3 separate regions of the Mus musculus genome follow, and all the other regions are linked to region 2. Evidence: chromatin contacts called from public Hi-C data. All regions are on one chromosome and are shown on one strand. Each heading gives the region's core, a stretch centred on a gene start, on an enhancer-like site or on the middle of the called end of the contact. The rest is flanking DNA. Distances are from core to core; before and after follow the strand shown.

Evidence for each region. Hi-C and Micro-C count contacts between places; a contact is called where the count stands out from the background.
Region 1: a Hi-C map of CD8 T cells shows a contact between it and region 2, with 3 times the contacts expected there. The contact joins the promoter of Parn here to the promoter of 1810013L24Rik in region 2. A contact is called at or near these places in 2 of 484 Hi-C or Micro-C datasets (CD4 T cells and CD8 T cells).
Region 3: a Hi-C map of B cells shows a contact between it and region 2, with 5 read pairs. The contact joins the promoter of Ubald1 here to the promoter of 1810013L24Rik in region 2. A contact is called at or near these places in 2 of 484 Hi-C or Micro-C datasets (B cells and CD4 T cells).

The regions. Positions count from the first base shown.
Region 1 is chr16:13,666,100-13,669,907 of GRCm38.p6, reverse strand. Parn (poly(A)-specific ribonuclease (deadenylation nuclease)) reads left to right here and starts at 1,738. Exons shown (of 24, transcript NM_028761.3): 1 at 1,738-1,897; 2 at 2,297-2,374. The coding sequence starts at 1,879.
Region 2 is chr16:8,827,764-8,831,602 of GRCm38.p6, reverse strand. It overlaps 1810013L24Rik (RIKEN cDNA 1810013L24 gene), which reads right to left and starts at 1,503. Exons shown (of 4, transcript NM_001081400.3): 1 at 918-1,503; 2 at 202-282. The coding sequence starts at 1,143.
Region 3 is chr16:4,877,472-4,881,133 of GRCm38.p6, reverse strand. It overlaps Ubald1 (UBA-like domain containing 1), which reads left to right and starts at 1,283. Exons shown (of 3, transcript NM_145359.2): 1 at 1,283-1,517. The coding sequence starts at 1,398.

The DNA.
Region 1 (3,808 bases), core at 489-2,988, 4.8 Mb before region 2:
CTGAAGATCAGGTCTAGTCTCTAACAGAAGTTTCTGAAGGTCAGCATCCTGGGGGAGATGTTCGAGCTCCAGGGCAGGTAAAGGTATCATCATTCCCGATGTGCAAAGCAGAGAGAGACACATACACACAGAGACAGAGAATAATTTCCAAAGTTCTGTGACCCTAGGTTACCCTCACTAATGCACTCTGTTAAAATAAAGAAGCAAACTGTATATATTTAGATATGAGAGGAAATAATCTAACAATGACTAGCTGGGACCAGCAAGTCTAAGGTTCTAGTACTTGTTCAGTCTCACAAGGCTGGATGTCTAAGTTGGTCTTTTGGAAGGAGGGCCTCAATGCCAGTGAAGGAATGGACTTCCTACAGGGTAAGCAGGCAAAGAGTAAGCGCTTCCTTCTTCCAGGTCCTTACATAGGCTGCCAGCAGAAGGTTGGCCCAGATTAGAGTTGTGTCTTCCTACCTCAAGATCTAGATTAAAGGTGTGTGTCTTCTTGCCTCAAGATCTGGATTAAGCATGTATGTCTTCCTACCTCAGAGGTCTGGACTAGAAGTGAATTCACTCACTGTAAATCAAGCAGGAAATCTCTCACAGGTGTGCCTTCCATTTCTGAATTGTAGCTTAGTACAGATATTGTCAAGTTGACACCCAAGAATAGCCATCACACGGGGTCTCATTTACTCTTTGGAGGATAAATATTGGAAAGATTACAGTTGTTAACAGCCAACTATCTAGCCCCTGTGAACACTTTATCTCTGGAATAAGCCAGCAGGGGCTGGCTAACAAAATCCTGAAACTCTTTGAGGTGAGCTGAATGTAGGGCTGGAGAGATGGCTCAGAGGTTAAGAGTACTTGCCACTTTTGTAGAGTGTTAGGTCACAAAGTAGGCTCCCAAAAATGGCTCTGCCTTTTCTGATTACCTAACACTCTCTGCTGCAGAATTTTGCTCTTTATCTCCATAGCAACTATCATGTTTCCAAGTAGCAAGTCTGATGTCTGCCTGGCTTTTTTTTTTTTTTCTTCTTATCCAAGTTTTACGCTGCAATGGGACAACCACCATGATTTGTCATCACAGTGTCTCTCTTCTACCAGAGTGGCATAGAACCGGAACTCAGTCAATATGGGGCATAGAGATGGTTCCGTGGGTAAGAGCACTTGCTGTGGAGTCATCCAGACTCATGGACAAATCCCCAGCACCCATGAAAAAAAAGCTAGGCACAGCCCTGCAATCTTGTAAACCCAGTGTTGGGAGTCAGAGACTGGCATTTTAGGCGCCACTCCGGCTGAAACAAGTTCAGTCAGTGAGAGAGACCCTGTCTCAAGGAAGGTGGAGAACAAGAACAGCCACGGGAGGTCCTTCTTTGCTTACTACTAGTGATCACCGACCGCCACACAAATGCGCACGTATACTTCTCCAACACTTTACCCCACAAATTAAGCAAGAATTATATATTTGTATATATAAAATTAATTTAAAAATTTTTAGACAGACTCTCATTATGTTCCCTAAGCTGGCCTCGAATTTGCAAATTCTCCTGCCTCATCCTTCTCAGACTGGAATTATAGACCCAGGGGAAACCAGTCCATATGTCTCTTGATCAACCAGGTTCAGGACAGGAAACTTCTCCAACATATGGGCCAGGCCTTGAGACTTTGATAGCAATGCCCCTTTTTCCTTTCTAGGCAGCCCGGAGGGCCCGGGCTCCGCCCCTAACGTGACACAGATCTGACGCAGGCGCAGCGGCGCGCGCTGTTTCCGGAAGTGTCCTGTGCTGTTTCGTGGCGGCCTCCGACATCCCCACGCTGCTTTTGCTGCGGAACTCTGCGCGTGGACCGGCGTCAGCCTGGGCGGGGCCAAGGTTCCGTCTGCGCCGCAGGATGGAGATAATCCGGAGCAGTGCGTGTCCGCCGCACAACCCCCATCCCTGTCCTCAAGCCCACCTAGCGTGCTAGGCCCAGACCTCTCGAGTTTAGCGGGGCCCGGGACAAGTCAGTCCCGCCGGGCAATACTTCCTCTGAAAAGCGGTGCTGCTGGTGGGACTTGTCGCTCTGCAAAGCGTGCACCTTTGGCATCCATGCCTTTCTTTTCCCTGCTCACCTGCTCAGGGCTAGCCCTTTTCAGTCGTGCATACTTTATCTAGTGACCCCTGGAGGAGGTGTCCCTTGTGGTCCTTGAACACTTATTCCGCTTCTCCGATGCCCCGGGAGCTCCTCCGGCCCTTTCTCCCATCTCCCTTTAGTTGGTGGGCAGGAAGGCAGGCCACCTGTTCTGAGCCTTTTCTTGGTTTCTCTGCAGATTTTAAGATTAATCTTCACAAAGTGTACCAGGCCATAGAGGAGGCTGACTTCTTCGCCATCGATGGGGAGTTTTCAGGTATCACTCCCTTGAAAGCTCTGGGCTTACACCTTGTATTGCAAAGGCTCCCTGCCTCCTTCCTCACTGGTCATGGCAAAAGCCTGGGAGAGATGTGGTTTTGTGGTTGGTCAGGGCGTGAGATTTTTGGATAGAGATTATGGTTCTGGTGCTGTTTAAACTAATTTAGGTGTATATGGTTAAAAAGCAGGGGGTTTAGGTTGAGGTCTTTTTCCTGTGACAAAATACACCTATCCAAGTTTATCATTTCGAAATGCACACACTACACACACACACAAATATGTATATGTATATGATGAGTGGAGGCCAGAGGTTGTTTTTGGGTAGCTTATGTTTAAAATAAGTTTTCAACGTGTTTCTCTTGTTGAATCTAGAGCTGGGTATTTTACTAAGATGGCTGGCCAGCAGGCCCCCCGAATCTGTCTCTCCTACAAGATCCATGCTGGGGTTACAGGTGCCAGGATGACAGCTGTGGGGTCCTGTTACTGTGTGCTGACATGCTCAGTTTTTATATGGTGAAGGTCCAAACTCAGGTCCTCGTGTTTGCATGGCAAGCACTTTACGCTTCAAGACATTTCCTAGCTCTATTGCATTTGTTCTTAAGTGGTTTTGGAATTTGGTAGCATTAACTACACTCATGTTGCTGTCCAGCTGGTATCCTCCAGTTCTGGATTTTTTTTTTTTTTTCTTTTTTGGTTTTTTGAGACAGGGTTTCTCTGTATAGCCCTGGCTGTCCTGGAACACACTCTGTAGACCAGGCTGGCCTCGAACTCAGAAATCCGCCTACCTCTGCCTCCCAAGTGCTGGGATCAAAGGCGTGCGCCACCACGCCCGGCTTTTTCTATCTTAAATAGATAACTACTCATGGAATTATTCTATTACTCCCTTTAGCCTCTACCAGCCATCATTTGTCTTTGATTGTGACCACTCTAGACACATCATGTAAGAGGAAACCTATAGTATTGTGAGACTGGCCAGGGCTGTACTTAGACGACAAATAAGGATATTACTTAATGCTTTAGTACAAGTCTTCCTTGGTTAGCTCAGTAGACCCACATGTGCTACGTATGCGTTTAAGTATGTGTACACACATGTGCATGAATAGATGCTGGAGTTCAACACTGAATGCTTTTCCTCAACCACACTCTATTTTTTGAGGCAGTGTCTCAACCTGCAATGCACCTGGTCGCCCAGTGTGCTTCAGGGATCCGCTGCTCTCGGCAGTGCTGCACGGAGCTGTTTGCATGGGTTCTAGGGATTCCAGTTCAGGTCCTCACGCTTACACAGCAAGCAGTTTGCTGACTGAGCCATCTCTCCATCCTGTAATTATGATTTCTCTGTGAATGTAAGAATCCAGCCTAGGCCCTCATGTGCAAGGCAAGCAAGCACTTCTACCAGTGAACTACACCCACAGCACAGATGAATGTTAATTTT
Region 2 (3,839 bases), core at 254-2,753:
GGAATAGGAGGCGTGTCAAAAATTGCCTCTGGATATCTAGCTAGAACACCACAGATATTCTCAAGTTGCAAGGCATTCAAGGTTAGCAGAAGCTGAACTTGAGAGGAGAAAACACACTCAGAACATCGGCTGTCAACCGGAACGTGGCCTGCCCTTCCTCCCTCCCCGCCTACCCTGGCAAGACAGCAAGGTTATCTTTACCTTTATAGAGGTTGGTGACGGCGGTGGCTGCGTTTTGGAAGGGGACCCAGAGAGAAAGTCCTGGCTGCTGACACACTCGGTCTGGAAACAAAAAGGGGGGAAAAAAAACAATAGGGGGGGGAAAAAGACACACACAAGGACATAGAGAAAGAAGAGAATGTTATTTGGGCGTCACTCACTCCGGAACGGCCATATTAGGTTTCGCCATTTTGTTCAGGATTTGGGGATCCCAAAGGGAGCGTGAGACCGGAGTTACTGGGTCGAGGAAGGGGAACCTGACAACAGCGCAACCCGAGTGGCGAACGCCGCCCGGCAGGCTCAGGGAAGCGCCCCTAGCAGTCTCCGCCCCGAGGCCGGCTCGGGGCACAATAGGGCCGCCCCACCGCCTCCTTCGCCATTTTGTGACAGGGACTCCTCCCCTACCCCCACGATCCGACCGGGGACACCCGGACCGGTACGTGGGGACCCTCGGGAGGTACTCTAAATCGGGGGTCTCCCCATCCTTCATCGTAGTTTTCCCCCTCCCAGGGTAGCTCCTCCGTCGCCGTCCTGCGGGTCAGATGGCCAGGGGTCCGCGGCACGGCCCTCCCCTCCCAGTCGTCCGGCTATCCCCGCAGGGTGCGAGGAGCCGCCAGGTCCCGGGGACCGAGCCGGGAACCGGGGGGAAGAGCAGCTCCGCAGGCCGGGGCGGCGCCAAGATGGCGGCGCGGCCTCACCTTTGTAGAGCTGAGCCACGGCCGTGGCCGAGTTCTGGAAGAGATGCCACAGCTTCTGTTGCTTGTGCTCGGGCTGCGCGGCGGCCGCCGCCTCCTCCTGCAGCTCGGGAGACAACTGCTCGTCCTGCTCGGCCTCGGCCAGGCACTGCCGCTCCCACTTGGAGAACCAATGCTCCGGCCCGTGCTCCTGGATCTCCGCCTCGCCCTCCTCCTTCCGCTCCTCCATCCTCCGCGGCCTCCCGCGGCCTGGCCGCCGCCGCCGCGTCCTCCTTAAGCGCGGTCCCCGCGGGAACGTCGTCGTCGACAGGCCCGGGAACGAGGGGCCCGGCGGCCGGCCCAGGCCTCTGTGCAAGCCCGCGGAGCCGGCACCCACCCCGCACAGCCCGAGTCCTCTGCCCACCAACCCCGCTCCGAGGTGCCGCACCCTGCCCTAGCCTCGCCCGCACCCCTTTACCGCCCACCCACGGCCCCGCGGCCTCGGTCCGACCGCCGCCGCTCTCCAACCGGCGTTCCCTGTCCGGCCTGCGCCGCCGAGCCCACCTCGAAGACTGAGGAACGTCGTCTACGGCGGCGGCGTCGACGCCTCTGCGGCGACCGGGCCCCGCCCTCCCCCGCCCACATGCTGACTGGAAAGCGCCGCCCACTTGGCCAGCGGCGCTTCCCCGGCAGGAGGCGGTTGGGGCGCGCCCACCGTCGACCTTCCCCATTGGCCCGCCGCAACGGGTTCCGCGTGCTGGCCCCTGAACGCAGCGTTCTGATTGGCTTACCCGCCTGTCGAACTGATGTCATCAATGGGCGGGGGGCTGGGGGAAGGAGTAAATGTCAGGGAACTTGAAGACTGTAGAGCAGGGAGGAGTTGACAGTGTTTGCGTGCGACCAACCAAAGCAGAAGAAGAAATATCTGTACACTGGAGCCAAGGGATTGCGCTTGCGCGGTGCTCGCTTCGCTCCCGCACCCCGTCTGAGAGTCACGTGACTCCGCCGGGTGACCGCACCCCGCGGGGGCCTTTCCCGGGCTTGCAAGTGCATGGTCACGCAGTGTTTATGTGCTGACTCCTCGAGTTCCTGAGAAGTGCAGTCTACCTCTGTTTGCAGCGCCCTTTCTATGTTTTTTTAATGCCAGAATTCCCAACCTTAGTGGGGCAAGTAAAGCGTGTGAATCCAAAGGAAAATTCTCCGGAGGTGTGAGCGACCTGGGGACGCTCACCGAGATTTCCCGGAGAAGGGGACCGGAGGGAGCTGGACACCAGGGCCGCCTGGCGGACAGTGCGCCCAGCGCTAGTAGCGGCCCGGCACCTGTCCCATGCACGCTCCCGGGACACGTGCGACCGCCGCGTCCCGCCCCCGCCCCCCATGTGCAATTGCTGGCACCCGGGCCCCTGCACTGCTCACTCAGAGTGATCAGTGCCAGGAAAGAGGTCTGGAAGCCTGGGAACAAGAGGGCAGCACAATGACGGGACCTCTCAGCCTCTGAGCTGACAGCTTATGTATGCCATCTGTACTGGATGGAAGTCCTGCAGGATCTGATCCTGCCTGCTCTGGCTTCTCCGGACTTCTCCCTGATCTGTCTGGTTCCCAGAGCCTAATCTCTGGACTCTCTGAAAGTTCATATTCCATTTTCCTTAGGACTAGGCTCAAAGCCAGGTGTGCTGGTGCTCTTTGTTTTGTTTCCTTCTTTTTTTTTTTTTTTTTTTTTTCTTTTTTGGTATTTCGAGACAGGGTTTCTCTGTATAGCCCTGGCTGTCCTGGAACTCACTTTGTAGATAGACCAGGCTGGCCTTGAACTCAGAAATCCGCCTGCCTCTGCCTCCGGTGCGCCACCACGCCCGGCCTGTTTTGTTTCTTGAAACAACTTTTTTTTTTTTTTTTTTTGGTAGTTTTGGGATTGCCTTGAAATCATAGAGATCCTCCTGCCTCTACCTCCTGGGCGCTGGGATTAAAAGCCTTTGCCACCACACCTTGTGATGCGTTTTTGTTTTTTATTTTGTTTTATGTATAATTTATTTTAATTTTACTTATTTTTGTATTATATTAGATAATATGTAACATTACATTATTGTTATATTTTATCTTATTTTTTATAATTTGCTTTATAAATAATTCATATTTTAATATATGATTCATAAAATCTTTATTTTAAGTGCATTAATGTTTTGCCTTCATATGTATATGGCGGGAGGAGTGGGTGTCAGAAGCCCTGGAACTGGAGTTGTAGATGTGAGCTGCCACGTAGATGCTGGGAATTGAACCTGGGTCCTCTAGAAGGGCAGCATGTGCTTTTAATCTCTGAGCCATCTCTCTAGCCCCTTGTTTGTTTATTTGTTTTAAATCTTAAATTGTCCCCAATGATGCCTAAGCAACATTATGTATCACAAATCAACACCTGGACCCTTCAGATGCCCAAAACCAGCTTGTAAGAAGCAATCTGTCGGCAGTTGGAGCACCAACTGCTCTCCTAGCGGTCCTGAGTTCAATTCCCAGCAACCACATGGTGGCTCACAACCATCTGTAATGGGATCCAATGCCTTCTTCTGGTGTGTCTGAAGACAGCTACAGGGTACTCATATACCTAAAATAAATAAATCTTAAAAAAAAAAGAGCCTTATAGGGAACATGATATTTGGGGGGGAGGGGGGGAAGCAAGCACAGTGGAACACAGCTGTAGTCAATCCCAGCACTCAGGAGAAATGTTACAGATTGAGTTCTGTGTAAACCAGGACTTCATAGGCAGATCTAACCTCAAAAACAGACAAACAACAATAACCACAACAAAAACGCTGTACAAAAGTCACAGGGCATAAAATCAAACATAGGAAGAAGACAAAAAGTCCCAGCCTGGGATTAGAGTACACTCAAAAGGAAGGAGTTTCTCTGCCTTGGGGGTGACACATAGATAAGTTCCTACTGGATAGGGCAAGATAG
Region 3 (3,662 bases), core at 34-2,533, 4.0 Mb after region 2:
CTATCTAAGGATCTTTCAGTCCCACCTCCTTCCCATCTTCCTCCAGCCACCCGATCGGAGAGCCCCTAGGAGTGAAGGGCAAGATAGAACTCCATTTCCCTAGGTATCAACTGGGCCCCACACCTTTACGGCCTCAGCGGTCCTAGCGAGAACAAAGGATCAGGTGTATCAAAACGTCTCAAGAGCCCGCAGTTGGCTTCCGAGGCCTGCGCTTACTTCCTCGGGGCAGTGTCGCTATAATGAAGCTTTCGGACCTAACGCCTCCCCTCCCGGCTGGTTCTACAGGGGGCCAGGTCAAAGGTGAGGCCAGTGAGAGCAAAGAACCCGGGCAACGTCTCTCAGCCGAGAAGACAACGCCAGCCCTCTCCTCCCCCCAGCTTCTGGGCGACTCTTCCACGTCCGACCGGCCACTCTACCAACCGCGACGTCAGCCGGAAGTGGCATGTGCGGGGCTGTAAACACCGCCTGCGAAATCACGCACCCAGCTCCCGACCCCGCCCCCACGCCACGTGATGCGCCCGCCCCCGCCGCCGCCTCATTGGGCGGCCAGCTTTGTTTACCTTATATGGCCAGGTCCTAACACCCCGTGACGGCCCATTGGTACAGTCGCGACCTCACTCAGGTGACGTCACTGGGACAGAAAGATGCAAATAAACCGGGGCATTGTGGGAATGGCAGTCGTGGCCGTTTCTGTACGTGCTCCGCGCGGTCCTTTTGCCAGCAGGCTGCTGGAAGTTTTTCTTTTGCGTGGGAAAGTGGGAGTTGAAAGAAAGGGGACGCCAAGGCTCCGGAGCAGGGGCTGTCTTTTTTTTTTTTTTTTTTTTTTTTTTTTTTTTTAAGACGCTCTTCCTGCACGACTGGCCAAGAGTTAGGCAAAGATGCCTTGCGAGCTCTGGAATGCTTCCAGGAGGTGGTGATTTCTAGCAGCGCCTTGAAAGGCAGATGCTCTGCGATACCGAGCGTTTTCTAAGTCTCAGGATTTTAGGAGTGTTTCAGCCTAGGGCAGTGGAGTAGGACCAAAGCTATCAGAGAGTCCCCTAAGAGCGCGCCTATTAATATTGTGATGCTAAGCACAGCAGCACACAGGACCTCCAGGGCCCAGTGATAAGGCAAGCTTGTGCAATGGTCCCTGGTTCGCAACTTCGCCTCTCAGCCTGGGGCACGGGCTGCGCGCCCCACTGAGATCGCTCGGGAGAGGGCGTCCACGCTCCTTCCCGGTCCGTTCGGCGGGGGCGTCGCGGACTACACATCCCAGCATGCTTCGCCGGCCGCGGGGCAGCGAGGCGCGGTGAGTCAGAGCGCACAGTAAATATTTGTATTAGCCGGGGCCGGCTCGCTAATGGTGGACGCGTGAGGCTAGCGCGCAGGGAGGCCGGAGCGGGCTGCACGGCGGCGCCATGTCCGTGAACATGGACGAGCTCAAACACCAGGTCATGATCAACCAGTTCGTGCTGACGGCGGGCTGTGCGGCCGATCAGGCGAAGCAACTGCTACAAGCGGCCCACTGGCAGTTCGAGGTGCGTAGGGGAACCGGGGACGGGCGCGGGCGGTGTGGACACGTGCCGGGGTGCCGGCTGCGGGCATCACCGACCGCCAGGCCAGAGCCCCGGAAACCCCGCTATCAGGACTGGATACCCTCCCCCAACACCCCCCCCCCCCCGGTCCCGGTAACGGCTGAGGAGGAGACAGCCGCCTGGAAGACGCCCAGGGCCGTGCCGGAGGCGGAGTCGCTTGGAGAGAGCGGTCTCAGGGTCGGTGTGCCGGGTGGGCGGTTTGCGGGAGTGCGCACACGTACATGTGGATTTGTATTTACGCACGCACCGCGCTTGGGCGTCAGCAGGGCACATCGAAGGTTGTGGGCATGTGGGCGCGTGTGCGGACTCAAAGCCCGTCTCGAGTGCGTGTCTGATACAGGATACCTTTGTGTCATGTTTGGTGTGTGTGTGCAGCGTGTACATAGGTGGTGGTTTGCTGATGGTAATCGTGCTGGGTATGGTGCGGTGTATGTTCATATACGTCATGGAGTGTATGGGTGGTGTGCTGGATCCTCAGAGTAAATTACGAGAGTCTGTATGTGTGTAGCCCACTCCAAAGGTGTCACCGGGGCGGGATCCTTATGAAGACCTGGGTATCCTCGGGCCTGACAAAGGAACCTGTATCTTGGGATGGTGTACTGTATACGGTTCACTTATTTTAGGGCATTTTAGACAGAAGATGGGAAGGTCAGTCTGGCTCTCATCTACTCCCAGGTTTCTCTTGACCGGTAGGATTATGTGCCCAGTCTTTTGTGTTACTAAGATGCCTCTGTTCCTCTAACTCAAAACCCCACATTCACCACTTGTGGGTATCGAGATGAGACTCTCTGGCTTGTAGCTGTGTGGGTACATGTGTGAGTCACAACCAGAGCCAGTCTAGTATTCTGTGCCCAGTTGGAGACCCCAGAGCTTGGCTTCCCAGTGGGAACCATCCCATTTTCAGTAGGAAAAGCCAGGAAGTGGAGACCAAGGCTTAACTTCCTGGTGCAGGATCAGAACCTCCCCAGGCTGGGAAGACTGTAGCCCTTCCAGCTCTGGATACCAAGCCTTCGATCTGTTTATCTACTCCCTGCTAGACTTCCAGGCCAATGTCCCTATGCAAGAGAGGGAAGGCTTCTTCCTTTAGCCTGGATTTGCTTACCCCTGGAGGTAGCAGTGCTTGTCAGCCTCTGAGGCCTGAACGCTCTGCCTTCTGTCCCCTCCCCCTGCAGCCCCACCCCAGGGAAGTGCCTTACTGCTCAGCTCTGCAACAGTCTTAATCTGCCCTGTTGTCTCTTGGGTTGGATGTGGTAAAACTTGTAAAACCACATTCATGGCAGTTGCTGGAGCCCAGTGGCTCTGCTTGCAGGTCCTTGCCCCAGGCTGGGCAGGCAGGCAGGTGTCTCATGGGAAATGGGCCGTGTGGAAGACTCGGCCCCTCTCTCAGTGTGGCGCAGGCTGGAGGGGGATGGACTGAGATATATGGCTACCAAGATTAGGGAAAACTGTCTTCAGGAGGAGCAGGGACTTCCTGCAGCCTGGAAACAGGCTGACTGACATGGGTAAGTTCTCTGTGCTCTGGGCTTGCAGAGTCTCCCTGTCACCGGGTACAAAGTGAAGAATAAGCTGTGAGCTCCCCTTGACCTGAGGCATCTGCCTAGGTGTGAGGGGTTCCTCATGGTTAGCCCTCCCCCACCCTCCTGGTTGGTAGCATACTCCAGGCAGTGTTTCTGGGTCACATTCTCAGATTCAGGTGCTAATGGGGGCAGAGGCGGGGAGGGGGGGGGGACACACACACACACACACCTCTGTGTAGTTGGCCAGATTCTTCTCTATACTGCCCTTTGGAGGACAGTACGGGTGTGTCATGTTGGGGTCCTGGGCTAGAGGAGCAGCTGCCCCTGCTAGGAGGCCTTGAGTGACCCCAGATTCATCCCCACTCCACTGCTTGGGAACACTGGTGTTGGGCACCACCAGCAGGGCATTCCCAGAATAATTCATTGGAATATACTGGAAAAATAAAAGAGCAAGCCTGGTCTCAGCCTGGGTTTCTGTGTGAAATCAGAGGCAAGGGGCTCCCAGTCCTGCTGGCTGGCCTGGCCTCCTGCTGTTCTGGGTTGGAGTGAGGAGTGGTACTGCCTAGGCTGA